Linked DNA regions of Mus musculus: all the other regions are linked to region 1. The links are chromatin contacts, called in public HiChIP or PLAC-seq maps. All regions are on one chromosome and are shown on one strand. Each heading gives the region's core, a stretch centred on a gene start, on an enhancer-like site or on the middle of the called end of the contact. The rest is flanking DNA. Distances are from core to core; before and after follow the strand shown.

The links. HiChIP or PLAC-seq counts read pairs in DNA pulled down with a chosen protein or histone mark.
Region 2: a contact with region 1 is called in a FOXA1 HiChIP or PLAC-seq map of pancreatic cancer cells. The contact joins two enhancer-like sites. A contact is called at or near these places in 4 of 39 promoter capture datasets (the 3T3-L1 cell line, HPC-7-derived erythroid cells, liver and 1 more), 1 of 484 Hi-C or Micro-C datasets (embryonic fibroblasts), 4 of 115 datasets of contacts at active chromatin or transcription factors (embryonic stem cells, large pre-B cells and pancreatic cancer cells) and 3 of 9 other capture datasets (adipose tissue, liver and pancreatic islet).
Region 3: a contact with region 1 is called in an HNF4G HiChIP or PLAC-seq map of pancreatic cancer cells. The contact joins two enhancer-like sites. A contact is called at or near these places in 1 of 115 datasets of contacts at active chromatin or transcription factors (pancreatic cancer cells) and 3 of 9 other capture datasets (adipose tissue, liver and pancreatic islet).
Region 4: a contact with region 1 is called in an H3K27ac HiChIP or PLAC-seq map of extraembryonic endoderm stem cells. The contact joins two enhancer-like sites. A contact is called at or near these places in 13 of 39 promoter capture datasets (3T3-L1-derived adipocytes, the HPC-7 cell line, HPC-7-derived erythroid cells and 10 more), 1 of 15 datasets of contacts at CTCF or cohesin (the NIH/3T3 cell line), 5 of 484 Hi-C or Micro-C datasets (B cells, the P5424 cell line, bone marrow-derived macrophages and 1 more), 3 of 115 datasets of contacts at active chromatin or transcription factors (embryonic stem cells, extraembryonic endoderm stem cells and kidney) and 3 of 9 other capture datasets (liver, macrophages and pancreatic islet).

The regions. Positions count from the first base shown.
Region 1 is chr1:135,180,763-135,184,965 of GRCm38.p6, forward strand. No RefSeq gene overlaps it. Among named protein-coding and RNA genes, the nearest start is that of Gpr37l1, 15 kb to the left of the region's middle. Within about 2 kb of position 2,414, at least 80 of the 459 cell types and tissues checked have an H3K27ac peak or open chromatin away from gene starts, as enhancers often do. A contact at or near this core is called in extraembryonic endoderm stem cells and pancreatic cancer cells, where this site is marked.
Region 2 is chr1:135,408,771-135,412,973 of GRCm38.p6, forward strand. Ipo9 (importin 9) reads right to left here. Exons shown (of 24, transcript NM_153774.1): 5 at 623-711. Among named protein-coding and RNA genes, the nearest start is that of Ipo9, 20 kb to the right of the region's middle. Within about 2 kb of position 2,416, at least 79 of the 459 cell types and tissues checked have an H3K27ac peak or open chromatin away from gene starts, as enhancers often do. A contact at or near this core is called in pancreatic cancer cells, where this site is marked.
Region 3 is chr1:135,019,151-135,023,353 of GRCm38.p6, forward strand. Lgr6 (leucine-rich repeat-containing G protein-coupled receptor 6) reads right to left here. Exons shown (of 18, transcript NM_001033409.3): 6 at 2,625-2,696. Among named protein-coding and RNA genes, the nearest start is that of Ube2t, 59 kb to the left of the region's middle. Within about 2 kb of position 2,116, at least 79 of the 459 cell types and tissues checked have an H3K27ac peak or open chromatin away from gene starts, as enhancers often do. A contact at or near this core is called in pancreatic cancer cells, where this site is marked.
Region 4 is chr1:135,328,897-135,333,099 of GRCm38.p6, forward strand. The region is part of intron 1 of Lmod1 (leiomodin 1 (smooth muscle)); the gene reads left to right. Among named protein-coding and RNA genes, the nearest start is that of Lmod1, 6.2 kb to the left of the region's middle. Within about 2 kb of position 2,460, at least 9 of the 459 cell types and tissues checked have an H3K27ac peak or open chromatin away from gene starts, as enhancers often do. A contact at or near this core is called in extraembryonic endoderm stem cells, where this site is marked.

The DNA.
Region 1 (4,203 bases), core at 1,164-3,663:
GAGAGGCAGGAAGGAACTGGGCTGGAAGTGGCATGGTGTTTTCAGCTATGCCCTGTGCATGCCCGTGTTTGTATCTGTCTAGAATCACGATGTGCCACAATGCAACTCCTTCCATCTTAGGGTTACAGAGCCCCACACACGCAGCTGTATACCTTTTTATTTCTTTCTAGAATGGCTGGGGCAAGGGTGTGGTCCAACAGATGGCTAGCAGGTTACAGGTGTGTCTGGCTGAAAGCGGTACATGGCTGGGCCTCCTGATTGGCTGTGGGTGACTCATGGCGGTTAGGTTCCTGGAGCGGAGCTAATGGGCTGTCATGGAGTCGGGTTCATGCCCTGCCTTATCTTTAGGGCCTTCTTCTGCCTGCCAACCCAGACGGACAATGTTCCCAGGTTGGCGATGACGCTTATAGGCTGCTGACTCCAGGTCAGTGGGACGTGCCCTTTGAGTGGCTTTCCCAGCACTGTGTGGGGGTTTTGCCTTGACCTCATCACACTCTGACTCCTTGCACCTCAAGTGACAGGAAAATGGCATGTTCTCGGGGAGTGACCTGAGGGGCTGTCAGGCTGTAACCTAGCAAAGAGGAATGGGGGCCTCCTCGATTCTGGACTGACTGGCAGCATGAAAGTGTTTGTGGATAAACATTCTAGAAACTGGTTCCAGATCCCAGGTAGGTAAGGCCTCCATAAAGATGGGCAGGAGGTGTTGCCATGGTAACTCGGGATCTGCAGAGTCTCCACAATGAAGCCTGCCCTGGCTCTTCAGGCCCTAGGTCCTTGGGCATGTAGGCATGAGACTTATTTTGCTTCCCAGCCTGTAGTCACGTGTATACCCAGCTATTTACTTTTCTGCATCATGCCCTTCAGGAGGACAGGGGCAGACAGTTGTCCCTGTGTTTGGATGGGCAAGTCAAGGACTAAAAGGAGTAGTACAGCCCAAGGTCACAGAACCCAGGGAACACACACGGGGATGATTGTCCCTGCAGCACTTGCCAAAGCTCTATTTGTACATGTCCTCTGATGTGCTCCGGGCTCCGGACCCTCCATTAGAGTCACGGGGACCCCTGGACCAGAGTTCCAGGAAGAGTAGGCACAACAATGATCTTAGCTTCGGGGAGCAACTCCCGAGATGCACACAGATTTTAACAAATTGTGGTGGACACCTTCTGTCCACCAGAGCAAAGTATAATTTATGCGACTGGACAGTGGAGACAGTTGAGCTACCGAGGCCTCAAAGCAACTGCTGGGCGATCTTTTGGTACCCTGGACTCCCGGCTCTTGCCTGCCTGCGCTGGCACAGTTGTAATCCAGGGTGCCTGGGCAGAGAGCCAGAGGGAATTTTCCACCTGCTTGCCTATGTTTTCTGTTCTGTGGTCTGGAGCCTGGGCCTGGGGAGGGGCAGGTCCCCCTAGGTATTTGGAGTAGAACTCCTGGGTTGTTTGGGGACCCTTTCCTTACTTCACAACCCAACTGGGTCTCTTGTCTCCTCCCTAGAAGAGATGCAGGGATAGATGAGGCTTTGGGAAGGTTGGTCCCTGGAAGCAGCCTGGACTGACTGAGCCCCTGCCTTGTGTGGATGATGCTTATACAGTGACACCAAGATGTGCTAATGGGCAAACCTTGTGTCACAAAGGGAAATGGTAGCCAAGTCAGGGCTTAGAGCCAAGTTTCCAGGTTCACAGTCCAGTATCTGTCACCACTCTCTGTCCTAGGGAGTCTCCCTCCCCCATCCCTTCTCCATCACTATCTGAAGCAGGTTAAAGGTGTGACACCTCTCCTCACATACTCCCTAGGTCAGAACCAACAAAAGTCAGGACAGAAGAGCACATGTGTCCAGACAATGCTTGAGCTTCGCGTAGCCCAGAGCCTTCAGAGGACAAAGACCCCGAAAGGAAATCCTCTCTGCTGAGGAAGGATGGAGAACAAACAGCTGGAGCAAAAATATGTCTGGACACAGGAAAGGGATGGAGCTGGAAAAAGTGGACCCAGCAAAGCTGGTCACCCATTTAGATTCCTCCTGTGCTCGCTGTAGCCTGTCCTCTTCCTGCCATGGAATCCCCTCGGCACAGGGTCTCTAGCGGAGAAAGAAGAGATCGGCTTTCTTTAAGTTTTATGTGACTTTCGGGGAGAGGGTGCCTAGTGTCTGAGATCTACCTTGGGGAAGATTTCTAACATTTATCACTGAGTTTGGGAGAACAAAGGGTTAGGAGACCTAAAGGCAGGAGCTAACTTGGAGCCTTCAGGACTTCTCCAGAGTCTGCACCATGCTGAGATGCCATACTTGGGGTTATCATGTTCTGAGCCCAACACAAGGTTATCAGCGTCCTGGACCAGTGACCTTTTACTCCCTGTACCAGTTCAACACAGGGAGTGGCCTGGCCTGGCCTGGCCTGGCCCTGCACACCTCAGAGCTAGCAGCAGCCTTGCTGGCTCCCACCACTTTCAGGGTGTCCTTACCTCTGTGTGGTGTCCTCAGGGTGAGGGTTAGGCAGGGCTGCTCCACCAAACAATGCTGGAGGTGGGGGTGGGGAGAATTGAAACCACTGGTGACCCCGGAAGACTAAGGGCGGGGGAGGAGACCAGAGACTATGGACCAGAGTGCTAGGTGGCTCTGTGGGGCCCACTTGAAGCCTTTTTCTCCCCACTCCCTTTACCTTGCTAGAAACTCAACCCTATCCCTACCCCAGATCACCAGTGGGAGTGAAGCCAGCAGAGTCCTGGGGCTCAAGCCTGGAATCCTGTATCTCTCCCCTCTGGGGTTAGGTGACCAGGCACACCTATGCCTCCCTCCCTGGAGTAAACAGCAAATGGAAAGCCAAGGGCAGGGGTGGGGTGAGGCTGAAACTGGGTGCAGAGAGCCGGGTGAGTCATGTGCATTGTAGCTCTCAGGGACTAGAGGGGGGTGGAGATGGAGAGGACACAGCGGGGAGCAACACAGCTGAGGACACAGAACAGGACCAACTGGGTGTCCTACCTACACACACACACACACACACACACACACACACACACACACACACACACACACACCCGCCTCCCCCACTCCCTGCTCCCGGCACTCTCTAACTGGCATTTGGAAAATGATCTTCCAACCTCTTTTGGGCGATTTGTCTTGTTGAGGAAGGAGTCTGACCACCCCTATAGGTTTTCCAGAGAGGACAAATGACTTATCGAGAGACACAGAGAGCCGTCTTGAGGCTCCAAAATCATCCATGAGTTTAAATCCCGGAACCACAGATCTTCTCTGTCCTGCCAGGACGAGGACTCGTAAGGGTCTGCAGTTACATTCATGGCTAAGATGCAGACAAGCGACAGTAGTTCCTGGGTGGAGTGGATCAGTTTCCTGACGTCAGCAATCCCTGGAAGCCCTGCCCGGCAGTATGACATCACAGGGCTGGATCCCTTGGAGGTGGGAAGAAAGATCCAGTTCTGCCTCTTGCAGCTGCACAGTGCAGTCAGATGGGGTAGGTCTGTCAACTGTAGGGTTACTGGTACCCTCTGCTACCCACCTCCCAGGAGCGCTTGCCCTGGGTGACTGAGTCAGCTCTCTAGCAGTGGTGAGTTGTGAATAACCTCGGCTGAGCATTTGCTGACAGCACAGAGTATTGTGGTGTAAGTGGTGGAATTTTGAGAATTCATGGTATCGGTTATCCTGGTTCCTCACCAATCAGCTGTGAGATCTGGGCTGGGCCTGTCCTCACTGAATGGCTTCTGTAAATCAGGACTGACAATACCTACCCATGGACTGTTGTGTAGATGAAATGAGATGACCCGATTGTCCCTCAGGCACAATGCCTGGCACAGGCTCAACCAGTGTGTGTGAGTGCACACTCGATACTAGTGGAATTGGACTCAGGGCATGCTGAGTGTTCATTCATTCATTCTCCTGCTGAGATAAAATCCTCAAGACCTTGGCTCAACATTTGTCACACACACACACACACACACACACACACACACACACACACACACACGTACAAACATATATATAGTTAAAATTTTTAATATTTCCTTTTCTTTTCTTTCTTTCTTTTTCTTGTTTTTTCAAGACAGGGTTTCTCTGTGTAACCCTAAAGGTCCTGAAACTCACTCTGTAGACCAGACTGGCTTCTGAACTCACAGATCCACCTGCCTCTGCCCTCTGAGTGCTGGTATTAAAGGTGTAAGCCACCACTACCTGTTTGGTTGGTTTTTTGTTTGTTTGGT
Region 2 (4,203 bases), core at 1,166-3,665, 230 kb after region 1:
CTTTACAATGTGGAGTATTCAGTGGGGGCAAGGGATTACAGAGGTTGGATACCTATTAAGATTCATACATTACTGTGTATAGATCACTATTATGTACGTACTAACACGTATATACATAATACATTAAGATTCTAGTCTTGTGCCGGGCAATGGTGGCGCACACCTTTAATCCCAGCACTTAGGAGGCAGAGGCAGGCCGATTTCTGAGTTCGAGGCCAGCCTGGTCTACAAAGTGAGTTCCAGGACAGCCAGGGCTACACAGAGAAACAACCCCTGTCTTGAAAAAAAGCAAAAAAAAAGATTCTAGTCTTGCAATGAAGTAACAGATGATTTTTAAATCCTTGGCCGAGCAGGTTAGGTCAAGAATGGCACTGTGCACTCAAGGGTGATAGGGTACAAAGCTGAGTGGTGTTGAGACATTTCAGTTACTTCATCAAGTGCTTTCCCTTGTAGTCATGAGATCAAAGACTACGGTCAATTCAATTTCTGATCTAGCTCAATGTCAATTCCAGTTTTTGGCATGGGCACCAGTGACAACAACCATCACCATACACCTGAGAGGTGGCGCTGACCAGAGCCAGGCAGGTCCTTTTGCTGCACCTACTGGGCTGAGATTCCATACCTCGGCCATGGTGAATATCTTATACATCTCTGGCAGAATGACAGGAGCAACAAGTGGCATCTGTGTGTCTGTCACTTCTCGAGTAAACTCTGCAAAGACAAAAAGTAAAAGATACTTCATAAAGATGAAGTGTGAAAGCTTGCAAGCCATCTAGGTAGCAGTTCCCAGTCGGACCTAGGAATGGCCACTGGTCTAGCAAACTCACTCTGAAGAAGGACAAGGAGCCAGAAGCATTATTCGTCAGAAGGGGAGAGAGAATAGGAACACAAAAGAAGATACAAGATATTAAAAAGAAAAGCACACAGATTAAAGCCATCTGCAACACAACTGCATACAAGTAAGGCAAACAGGGGTCCTTCTGAGCTTGTGCCATGACAGCTTTGAGCACAAGTGCCATTCTGGTTTCTGTCAGTTCTGTCTCCTGACAAGTTACTTCAATGTAAACAACAAAACAAACGGGGCATAGTGGTGCATGCCTTTTTAATTCCAGCACTTGGAAGGCAGAGGCAGGCAGATCTCTGAGTCCGAGGCCAGCCTGGTCTACAGATCGAGTTCCAGGACAGCCAGGGCTACATGGTGAGAGCCTAGTCTCGAGAAAAACCAACCAATCAACCAACCAACCAACTACCAACCCTCCCACCCATCTGAAAATGTATTAAGCATCGACTCCATTTATCAATGTGTAATTCTGGGGTTAGGATTCCTGAGTGAAGGTGTTTAACCCATGTGCAGATTTGAAAGAGGTGAGGAAAGACAGGTCATATCGTCTTGTGTATGGAAAAAAATTAAATAAGAAAATGCTATGCATAAAGACCCTGTATCAATCCCCACAGGTCAAATACAGATCAAATACTGGAGACCAGCTGTTCTTTAGGAATGTGGCTTCCTTCTGAAAGATAAATTCCAAGCTTTGTCTTAATAAAATTAATATCTTAATAAAATGTCAAATTCCATTTAGACTGAAGTCAGCCCAAATAAATACATTAGATAGCATATTACCACCTCTGGGCCTAGGATCAAGCATAGCCTGCATTTATGAATAAATATAGCATAGAGCTTGGGTGCAGCTTAGCACGTTCAAGGGTCTGGTCCGATCCCCAGTGTCATCGCCACCATCACCACCACTACAAAGAAAGGAGTCTTAGTACTGAAGTGACTAACTGTACAGTTTAACTTTTCTATAATCATTGTGAGTAGTCTCAATTTGTTCATACTTTGTAGGTTTAAATTCAAAGTAAGTTTTCTGAGGTCATTATTATCAAGTCAAAAAGTCTGGGGTATTAACAACTAAATTTACAAAACTATAAGATAGAAGTAAAAGATTTATCTATTAGATCAAATATTTAAATTCTTAGCATATAGTCCCTTTATATCTTGAGACCAAGTTCTCTTTTATAAATAGTAAAATAACTCAGAAGTCAAGAACAGTATCTTCCTCCAAAAAGTCTCAAAGACACTGGGCACAGCTGGACATGCCTATTTTCCTAAGCTATTCTGGAAGGTGAGGTGGGACTACCGGAGCCAGGAGTTAAAAGTTAGCCTGGGCAACACAGAGTGACCTCCATCTCAAAATAAAAAAAGGAAAACCCTAAAGAGAACTGGTCCCACATTTCTCACACACCAATACTTTTCTGTCCTCATGGATGTTCCAGTTCCTGTGGTGTGAAGTTGAAATCAACTGGAGTAGCTATTTGTGAATGGAGGCTGGCTGCCGTCCACTTCATGCCTGCTGACTCATTACAAAGGATACACATTTCTTCACCAGTTCCTTCTCCTGGCTGGGAGAAAGTGACCTCACTGTATAGTCATTTCCTTAGTCAAGTACAAAGCCTCTTCTGCTTTCCAATCAGAGTAACTATACAGCCATCCTTTCTCTCCAGGTCTGTCAGAAAGAAGCTAACTCCGTACAGGAAAACTAGGATTTCCTCTCCTTGGCTAAAACAATTGCCCTTTGCTGGATACCCTGGCACTAGGAGAGCTAAGCAAAGGCTCTTAGAAGTTCAATTCCACAGAGCAGTCACCTCACTCATACAGAAGCAGGGAGGTGAAAGGCCAATCAAGGAACACCTTGGCCTTTCTGATGTTTCTGAGCTAAAAGCTCACCAGTAGGTACACAGTCGGAACTCTAAAAGGGTATCTGGGGGTAAGAATAGGACAAATGAAAGGTCTGACTTTGACATAGAATTGGTAACCTGCTATTAATGCTGAGTGGGCATGTAAAATGCAGCATAGATGCCAAGTAAACAGATTCAACGGCTAGACCTCGAGTGCTGCTCCTCACACACCTGAGCGTAGGAACTCGACATGCCACTCAGTGTGCAGGAGCCAGGGAATTATATCAGGAAAGGACTTTCTTGTTTGTTTGTGTAGCCTTGGCTATTCTGGAACTCACTTTGTAGACTAGGCTGGCCTCGAAGTAGAGATCTATCTGCCTCTCTCTTGAGCGCTGAGATTAAAAGCATGCACCCCCATGCCTGCCACCATGCCCGGCAGAAAAGGACTTTCAACCTCCCCTCCTTTCATATGCCAGAGCCCCAGGAACATAGAGGTTTCAGAGATCAAAGGCTCCCATCTCCTCCTCTATCACACAACACCATGCAGAACCTGCTAGAGCCAGAAGAATTGAGAACTAATTTGTAACTAAGTGCAGCTGAGCTAACAATTTACCCCATAACCAGTCTTTAAAATATACATACATATATCTATCTTATTTTTTAATTACAAATGTGTGTGTGAGCGTAGATCCTCAGAGGCCAGAGGCACTGGATCCCCTGAAGCTAGAGTTAAATAAAGGCAGCCATGAGCTGCTTGATGTGGCTACACAGAATACAACTCAGGTCATCTGCAAAAGCAGCATGCATGCTTAACTGCATGCACTAGCCTCCTTCTGAGGGGAGGGAGGGGGCTTTTGTCTGCATGTATGTCTGTGCACCGAGTGCCTGCGGAGGGACCAGGAAAGGGAGGTATACCCCTGGGATTGGGCTTACGGATGGTTAGGAGCCCTGGGAATTAAACCCAGGTCCCCTGGAGAGCAGCCAGTGCTCTTAACCACTGAGCTGTCTCTCCAGCCCCATAACCTCCCCTCTTCTTCCTATACTGTTCTTCTTAGTCTCATCCCTTACTCTTTCTACTTAATGAAAACTTCCCATCAGCTTTAACAATCTCTAAAATCTGCAGACCCCAAAGGGGTCTCAACTTTCCCCTTCTGGCTACATTTTACTAACCTCAATGTTTTTCTTCTCCAAGGTGATCTATGCTAACTCCTCCCTCTTACAAATCCTAAATCCTCCCTATTTCTATCTTACAAACAAAAAATTTTGAGTCTACTCTACACTATTTAAACCTGGTTATTTGTCCTCCAACAGTTCTTGACAATTGCTTAGTGCTGATATCAAGCAGCTGTGGTTGCTTTCACAGCTAATATGGAATTCGGGGAATAAGACAGACTGTACACCAGGTCCTCAGAGCTACTCCTGGTCTAAGGAATTATTTTCTGAACTACACATTCAAGTCCCATTTGACCATTTCAAATATGTCATCTGAAAAATATAATTGACAAAAAATAAACCAAGCAAAGAAAA
Region 3 (4,203 bases), core at 866-3,365, 160 kb before region 1:
ACCACAGCGTGAGCCAAACCACAGCCTGGGCTGTGGGGGTTTGATCTTCCCTCTGCTGCCAGAGATGAGAGAGGTCTAAGTGGCAGAGATTTACAGGGCCCGAGGGAGAAGTACCCTTCCAGCAAGAAGTACACATGAAAGCTCCCAAGTAATAGCCAAGGCTGCCGAGTACGCCAATTATGCAACAATTAAAAGACTTGCCTATCATTTCTTCCCCCTTTCATTCTCGCAGCCGCTCCTCCTCCTCCACATCTGCCTTCCCCTGCAGGCTCCCCAAGAAAACGCTCTGGGGAACAGAAGAGAAAGAACACACTCCCCCCCACCCCCGCTTTAATTGGAGATCAAAAGTTGGAAGAAGGGCTTGCTCTTCGAGGGTGGGGAGGAAATGGGGTGTCATGGAGATGAAGCCTCATACAGAGGGCTGAGGAAGAAAACAGGGAGGAGGGGAGGGTCCTATATATCTGCCAGACTCTGTAACAACTTTATACAACCCTGTGACATTATGTTATAGGTTAGAAAATTAAGACTCTTTGAAAGGCAAACGGCTGAGCTCAGACAGCTGGGAGAACCGGCAGTAAGGGCTCCGGGCTGCTTGGTGCCAAGGGAATAACCACTGGGCTTTTCTGCCTCCACACTGTAAAGGTTGGAGGACTTTTCCATGTTTCTTGGTCTTGGCTTTTCCATCTGCAAGGTGGGCATAGCCCAGGGGCCTTGTGTGTTGAGGCCAAGATAGATGAAAGAGACAGTGGGTGCTTAGCAGCGGCAGGACTGCTCTATAATTCAGCCAGCAGCCGCTGAGCCAAATGCCCTGCACAGCAAGACAGTGGCTAATTGAGAAAGAGTTAGGCAGTGTGCCCCAAAAGTGAAGAAACAGCTACTTGTTGGCTTTTTTGAGGTGCCAACTCACTCCATATCTGTGCCCCAATCCTCACCTGACTTCCCAGCAAAGCTAAACAGCCCCACATTCCAGGGTGGAGGTGCTCTCTCCCGCCGGCCCACTGTTAATTGCAATCCAATCTCAGCACCACCCAGGAGTTGGGCTTCTCTAGGGAGGCTCCAGAATCAGCACACAGTAGGTCCACTCAGTATACATTGGGCCAGGGGGGTAGGACAACCAGGGTCTCTCCTAAGGACTCCCATTGTCTCATTAACACTCTGATCTGCTCTGGGCACAGTTGGGAGGTCACCCTGGGAGAAGGATCACTCTGAGAGGAACTACGCAGCCTTCCTGGAAAGGAACTTTCTCTTATGGAGATTTAGAGGACTAGACTGGCCTGTTCTAACTGTGTAGTCATCAGTCACAGCTATGGAGGAGGAGCAGATAGTCTAAGCCTTGCACAGTAGTGGGAACAGATGGGAATGTTCCTGCATCCAGGCTGGGGCATGCTGCCCTGACACAGTGCTCCTTCATATACAGTTGGTCAAAGGGTCTGGATTCCAGGAGAGTTGAACCCAGCGCTGCTGTTCCTCCTGCTATGTACTAAGCACAAGAGAGCAGCCATGTTCTTAGGAATCATACCCACAGGAAATAATATATGACTGACCTAGGTATGAGTCTCTCATCGGTTTCCCCATACAACCACAGATTCTGGAGCCAAGGCATCTTGGGGTAGACGTTACAGAGTGGTTTTTCCCAACATGTTGCTTCCCCCATCACAGCCTGACTTCCAGAATCTTAGCTTCTGCTGCACTGGATTCCTAAGACTCCATCAACTTAAGAGCAGTCGGGGGGGGGGGCTAGAAAATGGGGGCTTGTTTATAACTGGAGAAGGAGATTCAAAAGTTGTGATAAACTCCTGATCTCTCATGAACCTTTCCCCACCCTTGCCGGCTTACACTTGTGGTGATCTGGGGCCCTTCTCTCCCAGAGCCCCCAACTCCATATCCAGCACCAGGTGGCTGTGGTAGCCAGTTCCCTCAGGGGAGCTAAAGACCCCAGCTGGCATGACCAGTCACTCTTGCAGAGCCTGGCTGATTGTTTGCCCAGTGGGGCCCCACTCGGCCCACTCTGCAGGGGCTGGCAGGCCTCCAGAGGAAGTGATGGGAGGGCTTGGGTGCATTCTGACCTTAGCTGAATTCCTGGATGATGATGTGTGAATAATATGGCTTTTTAAGAGTCAACAGCTCGGGCGCTTTTTATAGGCAGGCTGTGGTGCTGAGCGGGCCACTTCCCCATTAATCATTTAGCTAGTTAGATCAGCTGGCAAACACTCCTGACATTATTCCATGGTATTCCTCTCCCTTCTGTCAGCAGCCACCCTTAAGCAGACATCAAAACTGCCATCAGGTCAGCCCCAGCCCACCCCGAAATCTTCCAGTCTCCAAGCTTCATGCCCCAGTCCCTCTGCCTTGTTAACTGTTTCCTTCTACGCATTATTTGATGTCTCTGCTAGCAGGGACCCTGCCCTCCTACTTCCTGGGCTACCTACCCTGAACTACCTTGTACCCACCTAAAGGGAGAAGGAATTCTTGCTGAGTGACATCTTAGAGAAGAGTCCCAGAATGGGCACACAGGTGACCAGGACCGGATCATACCCTGCTGGCCCTTCCTAAGCCCACACCCCGACTCTAGTCAAGATGTCCTCACCCAGCAGACTAGGACTTAAACAGGCTCTCCCACTCACAGTGTCTCCAGATTGTGCAGCCCCTCGAAGCTGTGGGTCCCCACATGCTGGATGCGGTTGTTATGTAGATGCCTGCGTGGGAAGGAGAGAGACACATCAGAGTGTGTGGCACAACCTCGGAGCCAGGGCAGACAGTGTACACAGCAGCAGAATAAGGGTGTAGCACCAACAGATAAACCCCAGTGGTCCAACCTCTTTTCTCCAGGGACAAGCAAATCAGCCAAGACCCATTTCTGAAGCCACGATTGCCAAGGCAGGATCGACCACAGGCTGGATACCTTATTGCCTTCCTAGTGATCCGCTCTGGGAAGAGGAAAGCCCAGCCAAGGCTCCAGCGAGTTCTGACTAAGCACTGGGAGAGAGACCTGATGTCATAGGGGCTCACATCTGAGGCTTCTTCTCTGGCCCCACTCCTTAGGACTCAGCCAGCCTGACTCAGTGGCCAGACGTTCTTAGAGGAGCCAACAGTCAACCACTGCAGACAACATATAATTAAAGGCTAAACTTTGTTACAACTGGAGAGAGCTGTGGTCATGCTGAGAGAGCTGGGAGGTTGGTGAGGCTGAGGCAGCAAGCATGGCCTCTCAGAGCAGAGGTGGCACTCCTCAGCAGGGCCTTGACAGGCAACTCGCTTGAGTGGAGGGAAGGGATTCCAGGCTCAGATGGGTGACAGGAAGGTGCATGAGTTACCTGACTGTGCAGAGGGAAGTTTTAGGAGAGCTTCCCAAGGAAAACAGTTCGCTGAAAGCAAAACAAAATTGCCTTCTGCCTGCTCATAATTGAGCAAAAATAACAAGACCAAACTCCACTCCACCTGAAGTCTCTTACAAGGAGCAAAAGTCAGGCAAGGCACCCAGCCTTGTGTAGAGACGCTGTAGACCTTGTGGCCAAGCAAACAGTTAGGGGGAGGGTCTTCAAAAGTCCTTGTTTCAGAGAATGATCTAGTGAGAAAACAAACTCTGAGATTTGATTCCCCACCCCCACCCCCAAAAAATCCCACTCGAATTTGTGAGGACCAATCACGTAAATATTCTTGTTTTCTTCTGTACTCTGTCATCCAAAGGGAACAGGCAAAAGAGAAGGTAAACGGAAAGCTTCAGACTAGTCATGGAGGAGGGAGCCAGAGGTGTGTGAAGCCCAGGGGTACCCATGGGCAGAGGGACTCAACTCCACACTTAATACGATGTGGCAGAGACTCAGCCCAGGTGGCCTCCCCAAGACTGGCCACCAGCTCAGCACATGCTGCCTCTCCCACCTACCCCACCAGGGTACAGAATGGGACAGAAGTAACTTCTGTGGACTTAGCCCACACAGGGCAGCTTGGCAGGGACAACCAACAGAGCCTAGACATGATGTGTTCCCCAGAGCTTCCCAAGGGTCCCCCCAAAGAAGAAACCACAGGCTAACAAAGGGAGAAGGGGATTGTGAAGAATAGCAAAGATCCAAGCCTTGAAGAAAATTCAACTAATGCTGGACATGGTAGTGAAACCCTGCAACCCCAGCAATTTGGAAGTAGAGGCAGGAGGACCAGGAGTTCAGAGTTACTCTTGACTACATAGTGAGTTGGAGGCTAGCCTGG
Region 4 (4,203 bases), core at 1,210-3,709, 150 kb after region 1:
AACTGGGGTCAGGGGCCAGGGCAGCTGGGCTAGGGGGTGGAGGAAGCTCTTTTAGCTTTTCCCTAGAGGTTAATTTGAGACTCTGTGGCAATCCACTACTGTCCCCAGTCTCCCTCTGCCCATTTGCCTCCACAGTCCCTTCCTCCAGGTCTTCATTCAACTCCAGGCCCCTCGGGCTCCCTTCATGAATGGGAATCCCTGAGGCCACAGCACCAACCCTCAGAGTGCCCTTTGCAGATAGCTGGGTTAGTTGGGAGCACAGCTCACTGATTAAGGAGATTAACCCCAACTGGTACACACTCAAAATAGCCCTGGAGGCCAGGGTAGAGAGGGCAGAAGAGGGTGATGGGCGTTTGGTGACCCAAGTAGACACAAGCACATACCTAGAAAAAGCTAGCCATGGTTTTTTGTTTTTGTTTATTTGTTTTTGTTTATTTGTTTTTGTTTTTTAAGTTGGGCAAATGGTGGCACATGCCTCTAATCCCAGCATGTGGGCAGAGGCAGGCAGATTTCTGAGTTCGAGGCCAGCCTGGTCTACAGAGTGAGTTCCAGGACAGTCAGGGCTATACAGAGAAACCCTGTCTCAAAAAACAAACAAACAAAACAACAACAACAACAACAAACCCCACCTCTATCTGTAGTTGGGAAAAGCAGCTGACTTTATCTCCAGCTGGGTGGTGGGAGCTACAGATGTTTGTCTCAACGCGCTGGTTTTTAAAAATCTCTTGTTGGTTGTGTACATACTATATAAAGAATTTGTGGCCATGCTATGGAGGCACACACCTTTAATACCAGCACTTGGGAGGAAGAGGCAGGCAGATCTCTGTAAGTTCAAGGCTAGCCTGGTCTCCAGAGAGGTTCCAGGACAGAAAAAGATGCACAGAGAACCCCTATCTCGAACAAACAAACAAAAACCAAAATACAAGACAAACAAAAAAACCTGGATCCCATTGGTAGCATGGCTTCTGATGCTTGCCCCTTCTTGGAACAACAAGTCTGCGAACTTGAGAGCTTGGCAGGATAGGAAACATGAGAGGTGGGCAAGCCAGAGGAATGATGGACAGGAGTGAGGAAGATTTACAAAGAGAGGAACGTGGGGGGGGGGGGTTCAAAGCAGTCTGAGTGCTACTGATCAAGAAAGGCAGCGGCCAGCAACACAGAGAGTTGGAAGCACCAGGGCTTCAAGGACTTCATGGTCCCCAGACGTGGATAAAATGAGGAAGAAAAGCTTTCATCTAGCCTATCTGCACTCCCAGTCTCTCTCCTTCCTCCAGGAGACTGTGGAATTATGGTGTCAGCTCATGCCAGCATTTCCACAGCTGACTCAGAATAGGCAAGCCTTGAGTGGCAGGTACTGAGAAAGATTTGCAGGGCACAAGAACACGCGCACATGCGCGTGAGTGTGTGTGTGTGTGTGCGCGTGAGTGTGTGTGTGTGTGTGTGTGTGTGTGTGTGTGTGTAGTCAAAACAAGAAGGGCCACAAGGCATAGAGGTAGAGGGAGCAAGAAACTGTGCTTGCCAAGTTGGATAAACAGGAATATCCTTATTCATAGGGTAAGGTCCAAGTTGGTTGTATTGTGCTTATTGAACCACACTAGGCATAAGCAGCAGAAAGAGGTGGTTGACAGTCAGGGTATCCGTCCCTGCTCAGGGCTTCTCTGCAGCCGGGCCAGGCAGGAGCTAGAAAACCATAGGTACCTGGACTCAGCTAGGTGCAGATTTGGGTTCTGCTTCTGTCCCTCGAAGTGCCAGTGAAGCTGAGTGCCTTAGGTGAGAGAGAGAACATTGACTTATTTATCATGTGCGGATGCCAAGGGCATTACCAACCCCGTCTCATCGGCTTAGCTTCTTCAGCTCCGTTACTTGTCAAGTAGGAATGATAAAAATCAGCCTGGAAGGGTTATTGGAGGATTAAACAGGATCAAGTATTGAGAGTTTAGTTCACCAGGAGAGAGACTTTCTTCACTCTAAATTCTTCAGGCTTTGTACCTATGCAGATGCCAAAACGACATTTAAAAAAAAAAAACAACCTCACAAGGCTGAAAACATTCTGTCTGCAGGAATGAGGTAATGACAAGAGGGTGAGGGGAAAGGAGAAAAGCAAGGAAGTAATTTAGGGAAGGAGGCGAGGATTGTTTGTCTTCGATTACTGCCTGGCTCCAGTCACCTGACAGAACTACCTTTATCTCACCTCCTTCTCATCCCAGACCCAGGGACCCATGCTAGTTTACTGGTTCTGAGAACTAGCGGGAAAGAGAAAGCCGAGGGGCTGTTTAGGCATGGAGAACTCTCCTTGTCAGCCATGCTCCAACCTAGCATGATCTCAGAAAAGCCAGGGCTGCTTTGGGAATTTTGGCTTCAGCTATGTCTGGGGTCCACTGCACAGGCCAGGCCAGGTCGTCAGGACACTGTTTACAAACAGCTAGGAATAGAAAGGCCTCCTGCTCCACGCTCCACCCTCTCCTGCCCTCACTTCTTCCCTGTTCAGGATCCCTAGGCTCTGGCTATCTCATCAGCCCTGACTCCAGAGCAGGGGGCAGGGACAGCAGAATGCAAAATGCCTGTCTCCTGCACTGAGGTGCACTGGTCTTGGAGCAGGGCTCCAGGAGGTACTATGGGTGCTGCATGTATAGAATCGACAGGTTGGAATCGCCAGAGTCCAAGCAGACCTGGACTCCCAGCCTACTGTGCTGATTGTATGGTTTGGACAAATCACTGTACGCACCAGAGTATCTGTCAAATGGAAGCTGAAGTGCCTGGTCCTGGGGAGTGGTTAGGCTCAATAACCTGCAAAGGCTCCAAGGCATGTGCTGGGTTGGAAACCTGGTACTGAAGGCTCATGGATGTTTGTTTCTTGCCTTCCCTTTGGTCCTCCTCAGCCCACTCATCCCCCTGCTTACCACATGTGCATCCCTCTCTTCGCCACTGCTTGCTCTGTCAGTGCTAAGGATGGATAGCACCCAGAGCCTCACACATTTTAAACCTAGGCTTTGTCTGATCCATACGCCAGGCTCTTTACTGCCTTTATACACAGAATTCACAAATCACATTTTATGCTTATAAGGACAAGGAGGAGTCTACTAAATCACTAATGTGTCAAATATCTATTCTATTATGTTGGGCATTTTCTAAATGCTAGGACAGGGTGAACAGCATAGAGACTGTCCTTGTCACCACAGATTACATTCATTCTCACAGTCAGGATAGATAGTGTACTTTGCTTTCTATTGTTGCAGACAATGGTCTTTGGACCATGACGAAAAGCAACCTGGGGAGGAAAGGGTTTATTTGGTTCACACGTCTGGGTCACAGTCCGTTCACGGTCCATCCTTAACGGAAGCCACGGTGAAAACTCAAGCAGGGTGGGAACCTGGTGGCAGGAACTGAAGCAGACACCGTGGAGGGATGCCACTCACGGGCTTGCTTTCCAAGGCCTGTTCCCCTGCTTACCCACGTATACAACCCTGGACCACTTGCCCAGGGGTGGCACTACCTACAGTGTGCTGAGCCCTTCCACATCCACCACTGGTCAAGAAAATCACCCCACAGACTTGCCCACAGATCAATCTGATGAAGATATTTTTTCAACTGAGGTTCCCTGATCCCAGATAACCCTAGCTTGTGTGTCAAGTTAACATAAACTAACCAGCGTGGTAGACTGTACACACACACACACACACACACACACACACACACACACACACACACACACACACACACATACACAGAGCGTACATGATCCCAGCACTTGAGAGACAGGGTGAGGCAGATCTCTGTGAGTTCAAGGTCAGCCTGGTCTACAAAGCTAGTTCCAGGACAGCCAGGGATACACAGAGAAACCAAGCCTTGAAAAACAAGCCTAAAACAAAAGCATTATTTCTATGTTTTTGTTTTATGTTTGTGCACCGTGTGTGTGCCTGGTGTCCACAGAGGCCAGAAGAAGGCATTAGATTCCCTGGAACTGAAGTAATGAATGACTGGGAGCTGGGTGCTGCGAGCTGCTCTCTGCAAGAGCAGCAAGTGCCCTTAACTGCTGAGACATCTTTCCACCCCTCGAATAATAGTTAAAACCATGAGCCTAGAAGGGATCACTTAGGGAGTGGGTGTTGGTGGAGAGTAGACATTTGGGCGTGAGACTGGGGGGGGGCTGGTGGTCTCATAGAAGCAAGTAGGAAAAAGGAGTCAGGGAAGAGAGCTCTCTGA